Linked DNA regions of Triticum aestivum: region 1 is linked to region 2. The links are chromatin contacts, called in public Hi-C maps. All regions are on one chromosome and are shown on one strand. Each heading gives the region's core, a stretch centred on a gene start, on an enhancer-like site or on the middle of the called end of the contact. The rest is flanking DNA. Distances are from core to core; before and after follow the strand shown.

Region 1 (4,063 bases), core at 650-3,149, 340 kb before region 2:
TCCAAATGCTGTGTCAAAATCTGCTGCTTATATATGAAGTTAGTAAAGGGAGTAGAACAGATGCAAATGCTACAAATGGAAAAGGAAAATGAAGAAGCCAAATTATGTTATTTCTTTAACCCGAAAATTGTGCTGCTTCTCAGATGTGTCGAATGCACACTTCAAACTCATCTGAATTTGGAACCATGAGATGACCCATGCCCCGGCCAACAAAGCGCCTGGTAATTCAAATGGCAGATTAGGCCAGATGCACGAGCACGCCATCCACAAAAACAATGCAAACCAATGACTACATGTCGCAGAGGGGTACAAAATCCACGTGTTAATACTGGCTATGAGAGTGCAACACTCGAACATTCCAAGTGCACCTGATGACAATTCCAGCTTAGCATCAGTATTCCAAGTTGTCAACAGAGCAAGGCGATACTACCTTACGGTTCGGTGGTGTTGCTGTTTGCTCCCAAATCATGCAGCTTCTGCGGTATCTCATAGGATGCTTTCTGCTTCGGCTCTAGCGGCAGCTCCTTCCGCCTCTTCTCCTCTCTCGCAAACACCTTCTGTAGCTTCCTCACCTGATAACACCCAAAGCCAAATCCCAAACGGAGAAGGTCAGATAACTACTGATTCAGAACTGATGGTTTCCAGAAGCTCGACCGGCAAATGTGAATTGACCAAGCAGTGCCCAATTGCTCAAACCATGGCACAGCACTGCAAGATGGGTATGCAAAAAAATGCTCTCGATTTTTGCGAGCGCACTCGGCCATGGGAGCGGGGGATTTGAGGTTTGGGGAGCAACGAGCGGCGGTTAAGTGGTGGTAACCTCACTCGGCATGACGGTGACACGAACGAGCCACAACTCTCAAAACTTTTCTTGAGAAAGCTATCAGTGCTGTATTTCCCGGAGCTCTTTATGGCTTTCAGACATTAGACATCATCTGCGTTACACTTGGGGTGAGCAACTAATGCGCAGTTAAGTCTGGCATTCTTGTGGTGACCTTGAGTCAAGCAGGATCAGTCACCATCAGTCCATATAACTCCAGGTACACGTATGGCATTCAAATGCAGTCCACGAAATTTGAATGCAACTGGACACCTACGTGATTCTACTTTTGTTTCAGCATCACCATAGCCGGCTGTGGCATCTAATTCTTCAAGCATATAGAGAGCATCAACAACCAACTCAACAAAATTATTGATATATAGAGAAAAGTGCAAAATTAATCCATCCAAGTGCAGCACAATGTGGCGCGCTGTGAGTAGGTAACAAAATGTGGGTGGTTTCCGGTTCGATACAATCCGGCAGCCCCTTCCCGGCATTTCCACAAACACATGGCGTGCACGGCCATGGTTCAGAAGCATCTACACAAGGCAAGAACCGAGATCACAAAGAGTAAACAGGGACGAAGCCGTCGAAGAACAAGGCGCGCCGCCACGATCTGAACGGAGACGAGGGAGCTAGTGGTCGTCGGTGGCGGGGGCGGGGGCGGCGGCGGGGGTGGGAGGGTGAGCGGCGAAGATGCGTCGGAGGTGGGAGGCGAACGCGCCCGAGGGGTCGGCGCCGGCCTCGCGGTCGAGCTCGTCCCGAAGCTCGCGCATGCGGTGGGAGATGTGCTCCTGCTCGAGGCTGAGCTCGGCGGCGTCGTTGGCGAGGTCGCGGACGCGGTGCTTCTGGCTCAGGGACCGCAGGCTCATCATGAGGATGCCCGACATCAGCAGCAGCTGCACGAACCCGTCCTTCCGCTTCGCCGCGCTCGCCAGCAGCCCCAGCGCCCGGCGACCCCCCTGAGCCGCTCCCCCGCCGCCGCCGCCGGTGGTGGTTGTGCCCGCCATCCTCGCGCGTGCTCGTTCTTTCGTGTGGGCTTTCGGTGGATGGATCGTCGCGCGACGCTGGAGAGGGCAAGAAATGATTTCTGTTTTGTATATTAGCAGTCCAGTGGGCCGCGGACAGTAGGCCTTACCACTGTGATCCACAAACTAAGAGACCGAATAAGTCCCTTCTGGGCCTTCTGGCTCTTCGTCGCGGCGCTAAGAAGTTTCTGGGCCCTCGAATGCATTTAGGTGTCATATGTGTGGCACGAAGTAACACCGTTCAAACGTTTTTATAACTTTTCTTTTAGGGGAAAAAGTTGTCATTCTATTCAATGTTTAACGCCCCTTCAGAGATGATCTCCGAGCTAACACACTCGGGAGACACATGGAGCCAAGTTTTACATAAAGATTTAAAGCAACCCTCCCTAGCTAGGACGTGTGCGACATTATTTGCAAAGCGTCGCAACCAAGCAACCCTAAAGTCTGAAAATGATCCAAGTAACACTTTTATCTCCTCCACTAGTTGCCCGTTGGCCGAGAAGTCCTTCTCTTCATTCACGAGCTTTCTCTCCACCACTTGTGAGTTTATCTCGAGAATGATCCTCTGAACATATAGTTCATTCGCCAGCGGCAGAGCCCTCCGGCATGCCATCAGTTCCGCCACCTCTGCATCATGGGTAGAAGGAAAAAATTGCAACATCCCGCCATTATAACTAAGATTACAATAAAAAACAAAAAAAACTGAAACTTGCCATCCAAACAGAAAGTTGCCATGCTTCACAACTAAAGTTGTCATTAAAAAATGTATTCCTCCGTGAAACACGTGTGGCACTTATCAGGGAAAACCCTATTTGGCGCTTCAGGCGCCGGTTGCAGTTCAAATTGCAAATCGGAGCACACTACGCCTCAGATCTGGGCCGACCCATTCTATGACTCATAAAAAGGTGCGAATAGTGCGATCGCCCTGGATTGAACCAGCGATCTCTCCCTTCAGTGTCGACTACACTAACTACTACGCCACCTTGACGCTTCTAAATACCTACTTCTTTTTTTCACCTTTCTATGCAGAGAAAACACCCTCCCCCCTACGTTTTCCATTTTTTTTCTTTTCTATTTTTGTTTCCTTTTTTCTTTTCTTAAAATTCATGATTTGTTTTCAAATCAAACCTTTTTAAAAAAATTGATGATTTTTTTTGAAATTCGATTACCTTTTTTACGAAATCAACAACATTTTAATATTTTGGTTAACTTTTTTTAATAAATCGATGAACTTTTCTCTATTCGATGATTTTTTTTTCAAATCTAATGAACATTTTAAAATTTATGAGATTTTTTCTAAACACCATGAAAATTTTCAAAATTCATGAGATTTTTTTCAAATTTGATGAACTATTTAAAAAAATTAATTCAAAATTGATGAACTTTTTTGGAAGTCGACAAATTGTTTTCCAAAATTGATGAACTTTTTTTTCAAATTTGTTGAACTTTTTTAGTACCAATGATTTTTTTTCCATTTCCACAAACTTTTTCCAATTTGTATGAACATTCTTTTCAAATTCGTGGTTGTTTTCATTATTTTTTAGAATTCTTTTCCAAATTTATACTTTCTTTTCAAAATAATTTATACTAGGTATATAAGTTATCTAAAGCAGTCAAATAATACTAGTATTTCCTAGTGTGTAGTCAACGAAATGAGCTTGACCTGGTGTTTATGACCTGCAGCCATCAGCGCTCTGGTGGGTAGTTCAAATCCCACTAATCTTTTTTTTTTGAGAAACTAATTTTTCATGTGTTTGAGAACAGCTTGCTTGGATTCTTGGGCCGGCCCATCAGCGTGGCACGTGAGCGCTAAAGGCACCGTATAGGAGGTCCCATTCGCGAGCCACCGTAAGAGTCACTTGGGGTGGGCTGGGAGCGCGCCCCTCAGCCGCCGCTATGTATCGCGCTCTGGACGCTTCCTCTGATTTTTTTTTATATACGCATTTTCGATTTTTATATGATTTTTTTGGTTTTTATAGCTTTTCGGTTTTCCCTCGTTTTCAATTAGGATTTGGACCCAAAAATCAAAAATATATGAGGAATTTTTTTTATTTTCTTTTGTGAAAGGCACGGATTTACTTCCGCGAGAGGCACGGTCGTGGCTCTCGAAAAGGGAAAAAATGTATTATCTTTTTTCTCGCGAGAGGCACAATTTACTTCTCATGGAGGCATGGATTTGCTTCCGCGAGAGGCATCAGAATGGGGAAAGACAGTT
Region 2 (4,424 bases), core at 1,065-3,564:
GTCACAAGCGTACGGTCCCACGTAAGAAGCCATGTCACCCACGTATGGACCTGCGTGCCAGCATCCACGTCATCACAACAATGGGCCCACATGTCAGAATCATTGACCGGTTAGAGGACACAGCGTCACCGAAATAGAACACATGGTCCCACATGTAAGCAGCCACGTTAGCATCTTCTGGGCCCAGCCCATATATCAGCATCGTTGTCCGGTCAAACTGACGGCCAACATATTACTGACAGGACCGTCGACGATAAAACTCATGACAAACCCACATGGAAGTAACCAAGTCGGCAACTACTAGCCCCACCTGTCTGAATCTTTGACCGGTCAACCCTCCGGTCCGATCACCGGTGACGGATTATCGTCGCCAAAATGATCTTACGCGACATATTGGGCCATATAGGTGACATTTTGGGTCGTCAATGACAACATCAATCGGTGACATTATTGGCTCGTCACCTGAAATGTGATTGTGTGTGTCGAAAAAATGGTATCGTCAAAATTTTATTTGCCATGACGGCGCTTCGGTGACGATGGGGTGACGGCCGGAAAACATCACGGGGGCGCTTTCCGTGATGAAAAAGGTTTATATGTGACACAAGTGAAACATCAAAAATAGATCAAATTTTGTTGTGTGAGGGACCTCGGATTTCAAACTTTACGTCATGAATGCATCCATACACGATACAACAAGGAGCTAGATATGTGCCAAGCATGAATGCACACAACTCAAATCTAGGTAATATTACATGACAAGCATGTTATTTGTACCACTCCATCTATTTCTGCATGACAAAATATAGCAACTCTTGTCAACATAGGCATCGGCCATACAAAACAACATAAAAGTTGTACGATCTGGCATGAGTATGCGCTTCGAATTTGTCATTTTCTATAATAAACGATCCGGCGGCCTACTTAGCCTAGCTTCATACACGTGTGTGTACTTCGCTGGAAAGCACCCCCAGTAAGCCGTGAGTCAAGGTCGAAGTTGCGCCAACAGGAATGACATGAGCGCCATGGTCGAGCGTTGCGTCGACGAGCAAAGTAGAAGCGGCGGTGAACCAGGAGTGGCTGTGTGGATTAGTTATAGCGTCCTGCCTCAAAGGACGGGCCACACCGACTTACGGAAGGCCACGTACGAGCGGATCATTGGCAGTGACGAAGCCAGTGGGGGCGAGCTAGGGCCATGGCTGCCACATGGCAATCTATTTTCTGAAACAACCTTAGGGCCTCTTTGATTCATAGGACTGCAAAAACACAGGAATAGGAAACACGTAGGATTGGAATGGCATGTCCAGCGGATCCCTATAGGATTTGAGTTTGTTTGATTGTTCCATGGGAAAAACAAAGGATTTCTTCCAAGAGGTTGGAGTGGATGTTAGAATTCCTGTGAAATGTAGTACAAATGAATCCTTAGGAAAAAAATCCTACAGGACTCAATCCTACGAATCAAACGATCGACGTAGGAAAAATTCCTAAAGATTCTAATCCTTCAAAGATCCTACGGAAATCCTTTGAATCAAAGAGACCCTTAGATTGTTAGCTTAAAGTGTTCTAAATTTGTATGTTTGTCCCTCTTAACATTTTATCTTTTCCATTGGTCCCTCTTTAGTATGCTTCGTGGCTCCGTCCCTGATCATCGGCACCTCCAGGGCCCACTCGCCCATTTTCTTCAACTACAAGCAGATCCTCTACCAATTAGACAAGAATATTTACCTGGGTTCTCATCCATGCCTAGATGATCAGCCCTTAATTTGACTCAAAATTTGTTCTTTTCATGTTATGTGAGTAGCCTGTTGGTTACACATAATAGAGTAACTGTAAGTTTTTGAATAATAAAAACTGTAAGTTTCACGCCATCAAAGTCGAGGATGGTTAGTGGCCTTGGCTCATGCAAGGCATGTGGTTGATCGATTCATGTTCGTGTTCATCATTTTCTTTCGTTGCAACGCACAGACATATGTGCTAGTATCTTCAAAGGAAAAGCTAGATACGAAAAATCTCCGAAAATATAGCCCCCATGGTTCCATTCAAACAGGCCCCCCTACTATTTACTTTTTTTTTTAGAATCAACAGGCCTTCCTACATGAAACATTATTGAATTGTATTTCTATACGTGCACGGGGTACGTACGCATTCCTCATCTTTATCATACGAGCCGCGTAGGATAGCTTTGACCCATCACCACGAAAATCATTTCTTTAACAAACCCGCTGACGAGAAACCCAATCCCGTACTCGTGCAGAAACCGCAAAAAAGGAGGCGCAGAAGTTCACGGAAACGCAAAAAAGAAAGAAATAAACAAATCCGCGACGAACCAAACGCCAAAGCGACCCATCTCCTCCCTTCCGATCTCCATCTCCATCTCCATCTTCTCTTCCCGTCCCGTCTCCGCTAGTCCCCCTTCCGAGCGAGACAGCAGCGCAAACCCTCCCTCCCCCACCTGCCGCCGCCTCGATTCGCCGCCTAGGTCCGTCCGGCGAGGTAGGGCGGGAGGCGCGGCGGCTGGTGGCCATGTGGCCCGGCTGCGGCGGCCGCTTCTACTGGGCGCCAGCGCCGCCGTCGGGGGCGAGGGGCGTCGTGGTCGTGTTCGCGTGGGTGTGGAGCGACGAGGCGCAGCTGCGGCCGTTCGTCGAGCTCTACGCCTCGCTCGGCTGGCGCTGCCTCGTCTGCCACCCCGACCTCGTATCGCTGTGAGTGGCGCTGCTTCCCCCATCCTCCCGCTCTCGCTCCCTGCTACTTGTCGCTTGTGCTAGCTGCTTGATTCGGGAGATCTGTTGCTCGTCTGGGCTCGTAGAAGTGGCCGCCTGTAGCTCTGCGGCCTCATGGAGTGGAATCATAGCTGCGGTTAAGTTTAATTTTAGAGATTCTGAGATTGGTCACTGATGCTGTAGCTGCGGTTAGGTTTAATTTTAGAGATTCTGGGATTGGTCATTGATTTCGTAGCTGCGGTTAGGCTTGATTTGAGATTGGTCGCTCATTTTGTGTCTACCCGAATCATTGGGGACGAGGCTTTATCCTTCAGGTTTAGCTTGTTATGAAAATTTCTCTGGAGTTCGATTAGTTGATGGGCAGTGTTCGATCGGTCACTCGATTCATCACTGCATGTTACTAGTTCTCTTAGTTTGAGAATCTCTGTAACTGTGCAATTTATACTCTTCTATATTTTGCATGGTTTATCTTGTCGCTTTGTGCGCTTTTTGGTAAATATACCTACGTACCTGCAGCATGCGAGCGGTTAGCGTCTTAGCGATCTTGTGTGTTTGGGGTTTGGTTAGGCTTTGAGATTTGGTAAAGCTATATTTATTGGAGGATAATGGAAGGTTTTGCATTGTGGTACTTGGATTTTTGTGCAATTGAGGATGCGAAAAATTGAAGGTATCAATTTTAGTAGTAAGTAAAATGAAACACAAGAATATTGAACCTTCTGAAACTACTAGTATGTTGAACTAGCAAAAGGAGCTAAAATAACATATGGATTGCTTCAATATGTTAAGAATGTTTGGTACATCCATCCAGAGTTTTGTTGCCTGAACACAGTTTGTGCATCTGCAAGCTTGGTAGTCATTTATGTAGTTTGTGCAGAGACCTCAGAGTAATTTTATTGAATAGCATTAGCAAATTAAGTGCATCAAATCAGATGTTGCTGGAGGTAGAGGGTCTTCATCAGCATCATCTGTTGCTGGTAGAGCTATAGGCTTCATTCAGCAGGGTATTTCACCTAAAATGACACTTGAGTGAGTACCATTGTAACACTAGGTCACTAGCAATGGAGTTCCTTGCATCGTGCTTCAGTTATCTACTTATCTTATACTTGAAGGGCTATGGTGTAAACTTGCATATGGGGTCTTCTGCAGTCTGCACCCTTAGGTTCCTATTTACACCTAATGGCACTATACTGATTCTTTTCTTCTTCCAGGTATCTCTCTGAGAAAGCAGCAACATTGGCATGTGGTGTTATTAGTGAGCTGGCAAAGGTACATCTTTTTTTCTTGGTTGTTGTACTCCACAAATACCATGTTGTATAGTAAGCATTAACAACTCTATTGTTCAAATGAAGAAAATAATACTCCCTCCGCCCGGAAATACTTGTCGGAGAAATGTATATATACATCCATTTCTTCGACAAGTATTTCCGGTCGGAGGGAGTAAGTAACTTTGTTCCTTGTTGTTTTAGTCAATGATCATATTGTATTTAGCCTACTCCAGCACTGACACTATTTTGTACTCCCTGCTTCCCAAAATCTTGGGCGTATTAAATTCTGCATGCAATTCCATAATATAGGACGCACAGTTACAGCCTCACCAACGATTAGCTACTTTTGTGGAAAAAAAAGAAAGCACGTACGAGCATCTAGTGCGGTTACCTTTCATCGTTTGAGATTGGATCGGTCAACAAAGAGTGGGACAAAGGAGAT

Evidence for each region. Hi-C and Micro-C count contacts between places; a contact is called where the count stands out from the background.
Region 1: a Hi-C map of leaf shows a contact between it and region 2, with 3 times the contacts expected there. The contact joins the promoter of LOC123159018 here to the promoter of LOC123157389 in region 2. A contact is called at or near these places in 2 of 5 Hi-C or Micro-C datasets (both in leaf).

What each region holds. Positions count from the first base shown.
Region 1 is chr7B:89,655,961-89,660,023 of IWGSC CS RefSeq v2.1, reverse strand. LOC123159018 reads right to left here and starts at 1,899. Exons shown (of 1, transcript XM_044576820.1): 1 at 1,160-1,899. The coding sequence starts at 1,830. The coding sequence ends at 1,456. It also overlaps the pseudogene LOC123157709.
Region 2 is chr7B:89,317,277-89,321,700 of IWGSC CS RefSeq v2.1, reverse strand. It overlaps LOC123157389, which reads left to right and starts at 2,314. Exons shown (of 7, transcript XM_044575666.1): 1 at 2,314-2,699; 2 at 3,926-3,983. The coding sequence starts at 2,521.